2 separate regions of the Bicyclus anynana genome follow, and region 1 is linked to region 2. A link is a contact called in public Hi-C data. All regions are on one chromosome and are shown on one strand. The core of a region is the stretch at or near the end of the contact, and the rest is flanking DNA. Distances in the headings are between cores, read along the strand shown.

Region 1 (4,765 bases), core at 1,022-3,521, 170 kb before region 2:
CCATCAACTTCCCAAACCGGACTGAGACATATACAACAATACTTTACTGAACGAAAGGCTCAGTAGGTACCAGATAACACGACCCAGGACTCGACCCAAGGATCTCCTGATTCAAATAGGCTAACCATTGGACCAACGAAGAAGTTTTATGTAATGTACACGTTCAATGTCCATGTATTTTACAAAACTTTTTAGGGACATGTGGCGCATTGTGTATTCCCGCAGCTGGATAATATTTTTAGTGATGAACCCATGTTTCTAGTCATTTCATTTATTCTCAACCTATATTCGGCTCACTGCTGAGCGCAAGTCTCCTAACTTAATGAGAGGGGTTAGGCTAATAGTCCATCACACTGGCCCAATGTGGATTGGCAAACTTTACACACGCAGACAATTAAAATTCACACAACTGAAAAGTTGGAGGTGAATGCCCCGAACCGGATTTGAAGCCACTCCCTCAGGAATCAGAGGCAGAGGTCCACTGGGCTATCAAGGCTCTCGTTTTCCAGTGTCTGGGTGTATTTATAGATTATATAAGTATATATTATATATAGATTATATATATGATAAAATCCGCTATCTTAGTATCTTTGACACAGGCTATGCGTATTATGTAAGTAGGTATATTTATTTACTCATTTATTAATTGGTCAATTTTTTACTTGATAATTTTTTTGCAATGGCAATAATATTAAAAGCTCAAGTTATAATTTCTACTTGATCTGCCGCTAAGTATCATACAGTAACAAGTAACATACTTAAGAAATAAACAACAAAAACTTTGAAGCAATACTCGAACTTATAATAACAATAGTAACGGGCAACCCTAACTGCTTGTATAGTCAAAGAGTCTGAATGGCATCTTCAAAAGCTTTGTGAACAGAGGGTTTGTATAGTTGACTGCTGTTACCGGGCAGAGGTACCTACCTATCTACTAACTACCTACTACCTACTACCCGTGAATACAGTCACATGTTAATAGCTTTGAGCGGTAGGTATTTTATGGTCAGCATTACATACATTCAATCGACTCGGAGAGCGAATTTTCGAATCCAGTCCGGGACATGCACCTCCAACAGTTCAGTTATGAATATTATTATACAGCCGTGATAGCCCAGTGGATATGACCTCAGCCAACGATTCCGGAGGGTGTAGGTTCGAATCCAGTCCGGGGCATGCACTTTTAAGTTATGTGCATTTAAAAAAAATAAATATCACGTGAAACGTGAAGGGAAAATATCGTGAGGAAACCTGTACACCTGAGAATTTTCATAATTTTCTGCGTGTGTGAAGTTTGCCAATTCGCATTGAGCCAGCGTGGTGGACTATTAGCCTAATTCTTAGAGGAGAAATTCTTTCTAAGTTGGATAGATAAATTATTATTTATCGAAGTAAGCTATAGACTTGACATTTTTTTTAATATGATGATTTTGACATTATGTTAAAGTTTAATAGTTTAGGTTACAAGGTTGATTAATCTTAGAGGTCCAAAATTCAATTTTCGCTGGTATGTCTGTTACCTAGGTACCTATATTAAGCGCATTTTCGTGCAAAAATTATGTGTTGTTATAATAAGCCTAAAAATAATTCGACTTCTTGTTAGTCAAGTAGGTACTCACTTAGTTAGGTACTAAGTCGTAGGTATAGGTTTCTTTCTAAAATTTTCAGTTGCACGGAAAGCCGAGCACTTCAAGCTTAATATATCTTTGTAGTGTGTAGGTTACTATAATGTTTATTTTGAAATCAATTAATTTGATAATTCCGTCTACTAAGGTAGTTTAGGTACCTTTTACCGTACCGGGAAATTATTGATTCCCCATTACTTAGGTTTACTTTCCAATACAGTAGTCATTCATTGCAACATATTTATTTAAACTTCTAAAAACCTGATAAACTTTTGACTTCGAGTACCTATTTGATAAGTCGTCGTAGTAGGTCGGTCGTTTATCATTTAATCACTACTTACGAAGTGTCGACTGTCGAGCGCGGTATAATTACCTGCGATGTGTCAACGGCTAGCGTGGAGTGCGGTGCGGCGTGCGGCGTGCGGTGTGCGGCGGTGCGGCCGGGCGGCGTGCGGCGTGCGGACGTCGCGACGGCGGCAGGGCGGGCGGAAGCTGCGTCGCATCGCATCCCGCCCGGCGAGCGGCGTGCGGTGGCGCCCGGTGCAGCGCGCCCCCTGCCGCCACCCGCCGCCCCGCGCCCCGCGCCGCGCCGCCCCGCCCCGCGCCACGAGGCGCGTGCGCCCGCCGGCCGGCCGGCGACTCAGTTCACCGCCGCGCCGCGACTCGAGCATACGCGTGTTGCGTTACACGATCCCACGCGGCGAAACGATCGAACGCGGCTCCACCGTACAAGTGACTCGAGAGGGAACCTCTCGTAAACCGACAAGATTGCGTCTCAAGTGGAAATGCCGTCGAGCCTGTTCGGAGAGCTGGGCGGCGGTGGGCTGGTGGAAGACCAGCGCGCCTACGCGCTCGCACTGGAACTCAGCATGCTGAACTTTGGGGATGCCCTGCCGTCAGCGAACCCGCTGGCGAGCCCGCTCGGATTCGCGCCGCCGCCCGACGACCGCGCCAAGAAATCCCAGAACATGACGGAGTGTGTGCCCGTGCCATCTTCGGAGCACGTCGCGGAGATCGTCGGCAGACAAGGTAGGCTCCCCGCACGTGCGCCGGCTTGGAGGTTATGTTCGATCTCCGAGCGGCGTTCGAGACAATTTTGTTTGTTTACCCGCATCGCAGTCACCGAGTGCCGCAAGTCCGCAGTCTCGGGCGCTGTACTTCGTAGCTGTAACTTTCATGCCGTAGATCGTAGCTTGGTAACGTAGGCGAATATACGTAGAAATCAAATAGACCGTGCATAATGAATAAACGATTGTGCATAGTGATTTCCCATGGTGCAGGCGGTCCTAAACGAAACGTCTCGATGCCACAGTGCGGCGAACGCCCGACCGATTGCTCTGTGAAAAAACTACGATCTCCTAATTAAAAGGCAGGGCCGAACAAAAAATTAGACCCTTAGGGATGTTGGTAGTTTTTCTGAAGAGTATCGTAAAAAATTCCGACAAAGCGGTGAACGCCGCCTTATCTGGGACTAATTTTTTGAAATGTGCACCGGATTTGCGAAAAAAACTAATTGCACGGTCGTTTGGTGAGATTCTTTCGTGAGTTATTTTCTCCACGTTAATGGCGTATCGTGTAGTTGCGGTTTTTATAGCTATCTACCCTCGTATCAATCATTAGTTCCACGCATATTTTTTCCATGCACCTTTTGCTATTTTTATTTTATAGGTTATTCATGCATGCTGCGAAAATGGAGCGTCTAACTATACCTAACATACGAGTAGCATTTATTAGTTCGTAGGTATGTACCTACTTATGTTACCTACCTACATAGTTTCTTTAAGTTACGTAGGTAGGTAGTAGATATTTCTATTAGTAAAGATTTACGATACAGACGAAAGTTCAGATAAAAAGGAAGGGTAGGTGGGTCCTACCTACCCGCGAACTACGAGTTTAATGTTGGCCACTGACGAAAAAACGGATCGTGTGTTGGTCGCGATGTGCATGTCATGATGCCGATCGCGACGAATACGTTACGATCAGTTTTATCGGACGTCAAGCCGTTAGCACTGCAGGCATGTGAAATTAATTGATCGTCAGTGGCTGACATTACGTTGTTTTAAGGTAGATGTAGGTACTTACGACAAAGAATAAGATCCCTGCGTACTGTATTTCTTGTAGGTATTTGGATTGTAAAAAAATGCTTTGCTTTTACCGAAGTTACCCATTCGCTATTTTTATAGTAGGTATTTAGGTAACTAGATACCTAATCCACGTGCAAGAGTGTGGTACGTGTAGGTAACTAGGTTATCGTTTGTTGCTACAGCTTGGGCCCACCACGCTCTAATACGTTGCAGCAAGCTTAGGGGCGTGGGCAGTGATAAAAATATCGAAACCATCCCCTTAACACTATTTCGATATATTTTCACTCCCATATCCCTAAGCGCACTGTAGACTTAATGATACTTGAACGTGTGTTGCTGTCATTAGTTTGTTAAATGTAGTTTTAAGTGTAACTAGGTAGATAGGTGGTACCTAGGAATTGAAAAAAAATACCACCAACATTTACCTTATTAATCATTTATTGACCTTCTAGTAAACCAGTTTCTTTTGTTAGCTGTAGTTTTCGAGTGTTTTATTAACTTAATTACCGAATTTTATCAGACGTACGTAGGTAGGTAGGTACATTTGCATTTATTGTGATCCTATTCTAGGTTTCAACCTACTAAAATACCTAAAGTTGCAAAATGTATTAGTAGGTCTTCTATTTTCGGATAATAGTTTAGATTTGGCTGTAATTGTACTGATAGATATGTTTGTGTGAAATTACAGGAGCGTTAGCAAAACAGTAACATTTTTGTAAAATATCTTCTGTCTGTAATAATTTAACAACGCATTTCTGTGGTGCTGACGGTCCTCTAGTTTTCATACGAATCTACATATACAAATTAGTCCAACGGTTAGCATATGCGGCTTCGGACCATTAACTTAAGGGTTCAAGTCCGTATTTTGTATTTTTCTTCTATTCAATTCTCAACAGCAGATTCTGTAAATCCAGTGACTCAGAGATCACGGTAAGCCTTCGATCTATGATATTATCATTAACATCTTATAGTGAACGTTACGCTAGCTACACACGATCATGTTAACCGCCTAGTCTAGCTGGCCTATTCACTAATTTGGTATTTATTAACAAACCT
Region 2 (4,768 bases), core at 2,256-4,755:
CCATGGATCGATACACAAAGAAAAAATTTAAAATATTTTTTTAAATTTGATTGAATCCAGGTACACCATCTGATGGTAAATGGAAGCCACAGACTATAATAAACAGAGGAAATACCTACGTCCTACAGAGTGCCGCACCGTGTCCTGAGGCGTAGGTCCAGGTGTATATATTATACACCAGGTAAATATATTAGCATAATAAGCTAAAATAGAGAGTAAGATTATTACTACTAGTAACTGACAATTAGGCTCGAAAATGATACGTTTCGACTAACTAACGCTGTATGACACGTGTGGAGTGATTACTACAATTCGTTTCATGTACGCGGGTGACAGTTCGCTTCACTCTTGTTTGTCGCGATTGAAGATAATAGTACGTATTATGAACGTTATACAGGCGACTGTCACCGTAACTATGCTATCTGAAAAACACTTTTATGAGGGGTGAGATCTAATGATGATATTATATAAAAATAAAAGACGGTCGTTATGCTGAAGATTACAAAAATAACATTATTAAACGAAGCAACCAAGTAAATAAAATTGCCGTGATTGGTCGATACAGGCGTAGGCGACTCAAGGATGTCTACCTACGCCTTCCGAGCAATCGTTATCCACCCTTCGACGTCCTTTTGTTGTTATATAAACAGGTACCTACTTACTTCTAAAGGAGATCTTCAAATTATAAAGATTTATTACACGAGCCCGGGAATAATTACCTACCATTATCATTACGTAATATCTACTATCTATATAGGTATAATCATTAGGTATCTACGTATTAAATTGTAAAACTAGAGAGTGAATTCTGAGAAAGTTTTCAGTGTTTAATTTGTCAAGATTTTGTTTAAATAAAAATATGACGATATTTGTTGGAAATGTCAGAAAAAATCAAACTACCTGGGATCTGATCGAAAACACAGTCTAATTCTTTGAAGATACTCATAAGCATAACAAAAACATGCATGATGGAGTAGGTCTTACCAGTACCACACTTTTATCTACAAAAAGTTCCAAAGAATAATATGGTGGTGGAGGCATATTTTTTCTTTGAAGAACAACTAACCTACATAATATTTAAAAAAAATGGTGGTTTCCCACGGCAGGCAATTGAAACCACCCTAAGATTCTGGGCTACCGATATGGAAATATATTAAGATAATAAAAATAGACTTGAAGGGGCCAGGCCTATCCTAGATATTTGGGTGTGTGGAAGCAAAAGTTAGCGCCTATCAACCTCAATCTACAATTTAACCCTCAATAAATCAGCCGTTAAAGGGTTGGATACTAACTCGAACTTAAACTTTAGGGTTTGGGTATGAGTTAGAATCCACAGGGGGGTTTCACAATCCTATAAGCTATGCTATCCCAATATGACCTGGGTGACGTTGTCGCATGGGTTCGTCGGCTATCATGATGAACTTGCGCAAAGTAACGCCTGCTTCTATTCAATATTTAAAAGAGTATATAAATTAATATAAATATATATAAACTTGGGAAGCTAATTGTTTTAAAAACTGTAGCCTCGATCTGTGAAAGCGCCAACCAGCAACAACCTTATCTTAAATAAACCTCTCCTTTGTGCCTCGTCTTTGGCGACTTCATCCTCACCATCGACATCATCCTTTGCGCCTCCTCGTCACGAGATCAATTTTTTTTTTAAAGGTCGCCATTGACGGTCAATTATTCTCACGTTTCTGAAAAGTTCAAACGGCAGTACCCACGCGGCATACTATAGAAGTCATGTACGCAGTCACCAACACACGATCAATTATAGCCGTGGGTGCTACAGAAACGTGAGAATAATTGACCGTTTGTGGCTAGCATAATGATACAAATATTTCTCGTATAGGTATGTACTTATTATAGACTAGCGGACGCCCGCGACTTCGTCCGCGTGAAAGTCGTTGTAAACTTTCAACTACCCCTATCCTACCCTACCCTAACCTACCTGTACCCTACCCCTACCCTACCCTACCCCTACCCTACCCCTGCCCTACCCTACCCCTACCCCTACCCCTACCCTACCCCTACCCTACCCTACCCCTACCCTACTCATTAAGGCTGCACTTCTTTATTTATTCCTCCCACCGCGAGTCGCGTCGAGCGCGGCAACCGTTACACAAAAATAATCCGTACAGCATGAATTAGTATTCACGCGCGATGGCTTAGCATATTTCTTGTATAACTTTGGTGTTTCATTACCGATTTTTATGATTCTTTTTTTATTGAATAGGTAATAATGTTAACTTTCTTATAAGGGATGAGTGATATAAACATAAGAGTAGACAAATATAATTAGAAAGCTCCGAACTGCTAAGCTATCGGGAGGTACACGTGTTATTGTGAGTCAACCATAAAAGAAAGACATATATATGCTGTTGTGTTTTTATAGATAATTTTAAGGAGAACATTTCCGTCATACATGATTTCTATGTAGCTTTAACCATTAAGGCTGTACACGCGACGGAAACTTAAAAAATGGAGTTACTTCTCCCGTTTTCTCAACATTTCTCTTCACTGCTCTGCTACTATTGATTGTAGCGTAATGAAAAGTATACTATAACCTGCCCAGGAGTATGTAGAATAATTGTACCAAGTTTCGTTAAAATCCGTCCAGTAGTTTTTGTTTCTATAAAGAACATACAGACAGACAGACAGACAGACAAAAATTTTACTGATTGCATTTTTGGCATCAGTATCGATCACTAATCACCCCCTGATAGGAATGAAATATATTTCATGTACAGAATTGACCTCTCTACAGATTTATTATAAGTATAGATGTATTATGCATTTTGTACTGAACACAAATGTCGTCTCTTTGACTATAAACTTCGATGGCGAAAAAAAAGTTAAAGAAATTCAAAAGATGGCGGCAGGTGCACCGTCAGCTGCGCACGCACCTTTGTATTAATTGCCATCGCTCGCGCCAAGTTTTATATTATTTTGTAAGGCCCACACTTTGACGGCGAAACGGCTATGCATTGTGGATGGGAAGTACAAAGTTCCAATCCCGGTTGCATTTTCTCTCTTACTAGAAATGTAAGATAACTGCAGTGCCCTATTCAGCCGGCTTAGAAAAGTAACTATAGTTTTAATTTCACTAAGGTAGTGAAATATTATTCTATTCCGGTTTAACTGTATGATATACTAGCGGACGCCCGCGCCTTCGTCCGCGTGGAATTGGTCTATTAGTTGTGATACAGCTGGAAGCTGTAAACTCACCTTGTTTTGACCTAATTGCAAACACATTTCTGTTTTGTCTTCATCGTCATACAACTTACATTTACAACCAAAGCCTAACACTTCCAAAAATAGAATAACTACTGTAATCTACTGTTACTTTTAATATTCATTTGTAAACATCGTAGATAAAACTAAAAATCATTCAATTGAAGCAGATGGTTCAATAATTCCACTTTTCATTCCCATATAATGTATGGGTTCATGATGGTGAGTACCAGGCGGTCAGTGGCTTTAAGACGTTGCACCTCGCAGGTAGAAGCTATTAAATAAGCAGATGCGTGGACACGTGCGGCGCATCGGCGCCGTGTGGTGGGTCAGTACCACCGACTTCTGACTAATTCTGTACACCTGGTGACCCGGGTTGTTAGATTAATCGTCTAACCCGTTAGTCGACTTCGGACTGCTTTTTTTATGTTTTATTTAAATTAATATTCATTATGTTAATTCAATCATGTCTACATTCTCATAAAATTTCGTACAGCGTACAAGAAAGTTTACAAGGGACAGTAAAGAAATCGAAGTTTCTTAAAGCAGTCATGAAACTATAGAAAGACCAAGTTATAATTCAGGATAAATTATTTTTTATAACCTTGTCACTTACCATCATGTGATATAGAGAATTTAATTCTAAAACAGCTATTTAGGGAATAATTAAAAATAAAGTATCAACACAAATGTTAAAACATTTTTCGTTTTATTTCGAAAACTTTAAATTTAATGTAATTTACATTTTCATATATAAACATCGGCTTTATACAATTTATCCCACGTGTTACCTCAGAACCTAGCGCAACACTACTGTAAAGCTTTATATACACTAGGCAACTTTTGATGCTCAACATTTGTATGGCAATGTTGCTTAATAACACGGCTATTAGTTTAGATTTTAGACACTCTTTTATACTGTCCACAAGATTCCAAGCTGGGGTATTTACTAAATTGTTGTTTAAAAAAATATATATTGAGCTTATTTGATATTCATTAGAGATTATTGTGTAAAATATTATGTAAAATCAATCAGAGAAGCAGCAATGTAATAATGCCAAATAAGCACGATGGTTTTGGATTTTTAAAATCCTCAAGTTAGCGAATAGGCCAGCTCAAGTCATAATGTGTGGCTTGCTTGGCACCTTTGCGCAACCTATGTTTACTTTCATAGTTCATACAATCAAGAAAAGTTACGTGTTGCTTCCAACATGTTGCGCGACAAATGTTGCCAAGTTGGATTAAAGGTCTGTACCAACTGGGTACCTACTGTATTTATTTTTGTGTAGAAAATAAATAAACTGCGTTATGTGGTACGCAAATGAAGTTAAGAGACCATAAAATTGACTTAGCTAATATTAAGGAAATCATTATTTTCCTTAGCGAACAGAATAAGATAAGTATAACATTATTTTTAACAACATACTTAGATAAATAATAATAATTTATTGTGATGAGGTTCCTATCAAAGATGATGTTATATAAATTTGTCGATGGTACTTATTAACATGTAGGTAAAAAATTCTTACCTATT

What was found. Hi-C and Micro-C count contacts between places; a contact is called where the count stands out from the background.
Region 1: a Hi-C map of whole larva shows a contact between it and region 2, with 4 times the contacts expected there. The contact joins the promoter of LOC112046830 here to the enhancer-like site in region 2. A contact is called at or near these places in 2 of 2 Hi-C or Micro-C datasets (whole body and whole larva).

What each region holds. Positions count from the first base shown.
Region 1 is chr17:3,256,249-3,261,013 of ilBicAnyn1.1, reverse strand. It overlaps LOC112046830 (RNA-binding protein MEX3B), which reads left to right and starts at 2,271. Exons shown (of 2, transcript XM_052886416.1): 1 at 2,271-2,654. The coding sequence starts at 2,411.
Region 2 is chr17:3,090,283-3,095,050 of ilBicAnyn1.1, reverse strand. It overlaps LOC112046822 (E3 ubiquitin-protein ligase RNF115), which reads right to left. Exons shown (of 8, transcript XM_024083631.2): 8 at 3,923-4,768. Among protein-coding and RNA genes, the nearest start is that of LOC112046822, 17 kb to the right of the region's middle. Within about 2 kb of position 3,505, at least 6 of the 8 cell types and tissues checked have open chromatin away from gene starts, as enhancers often do.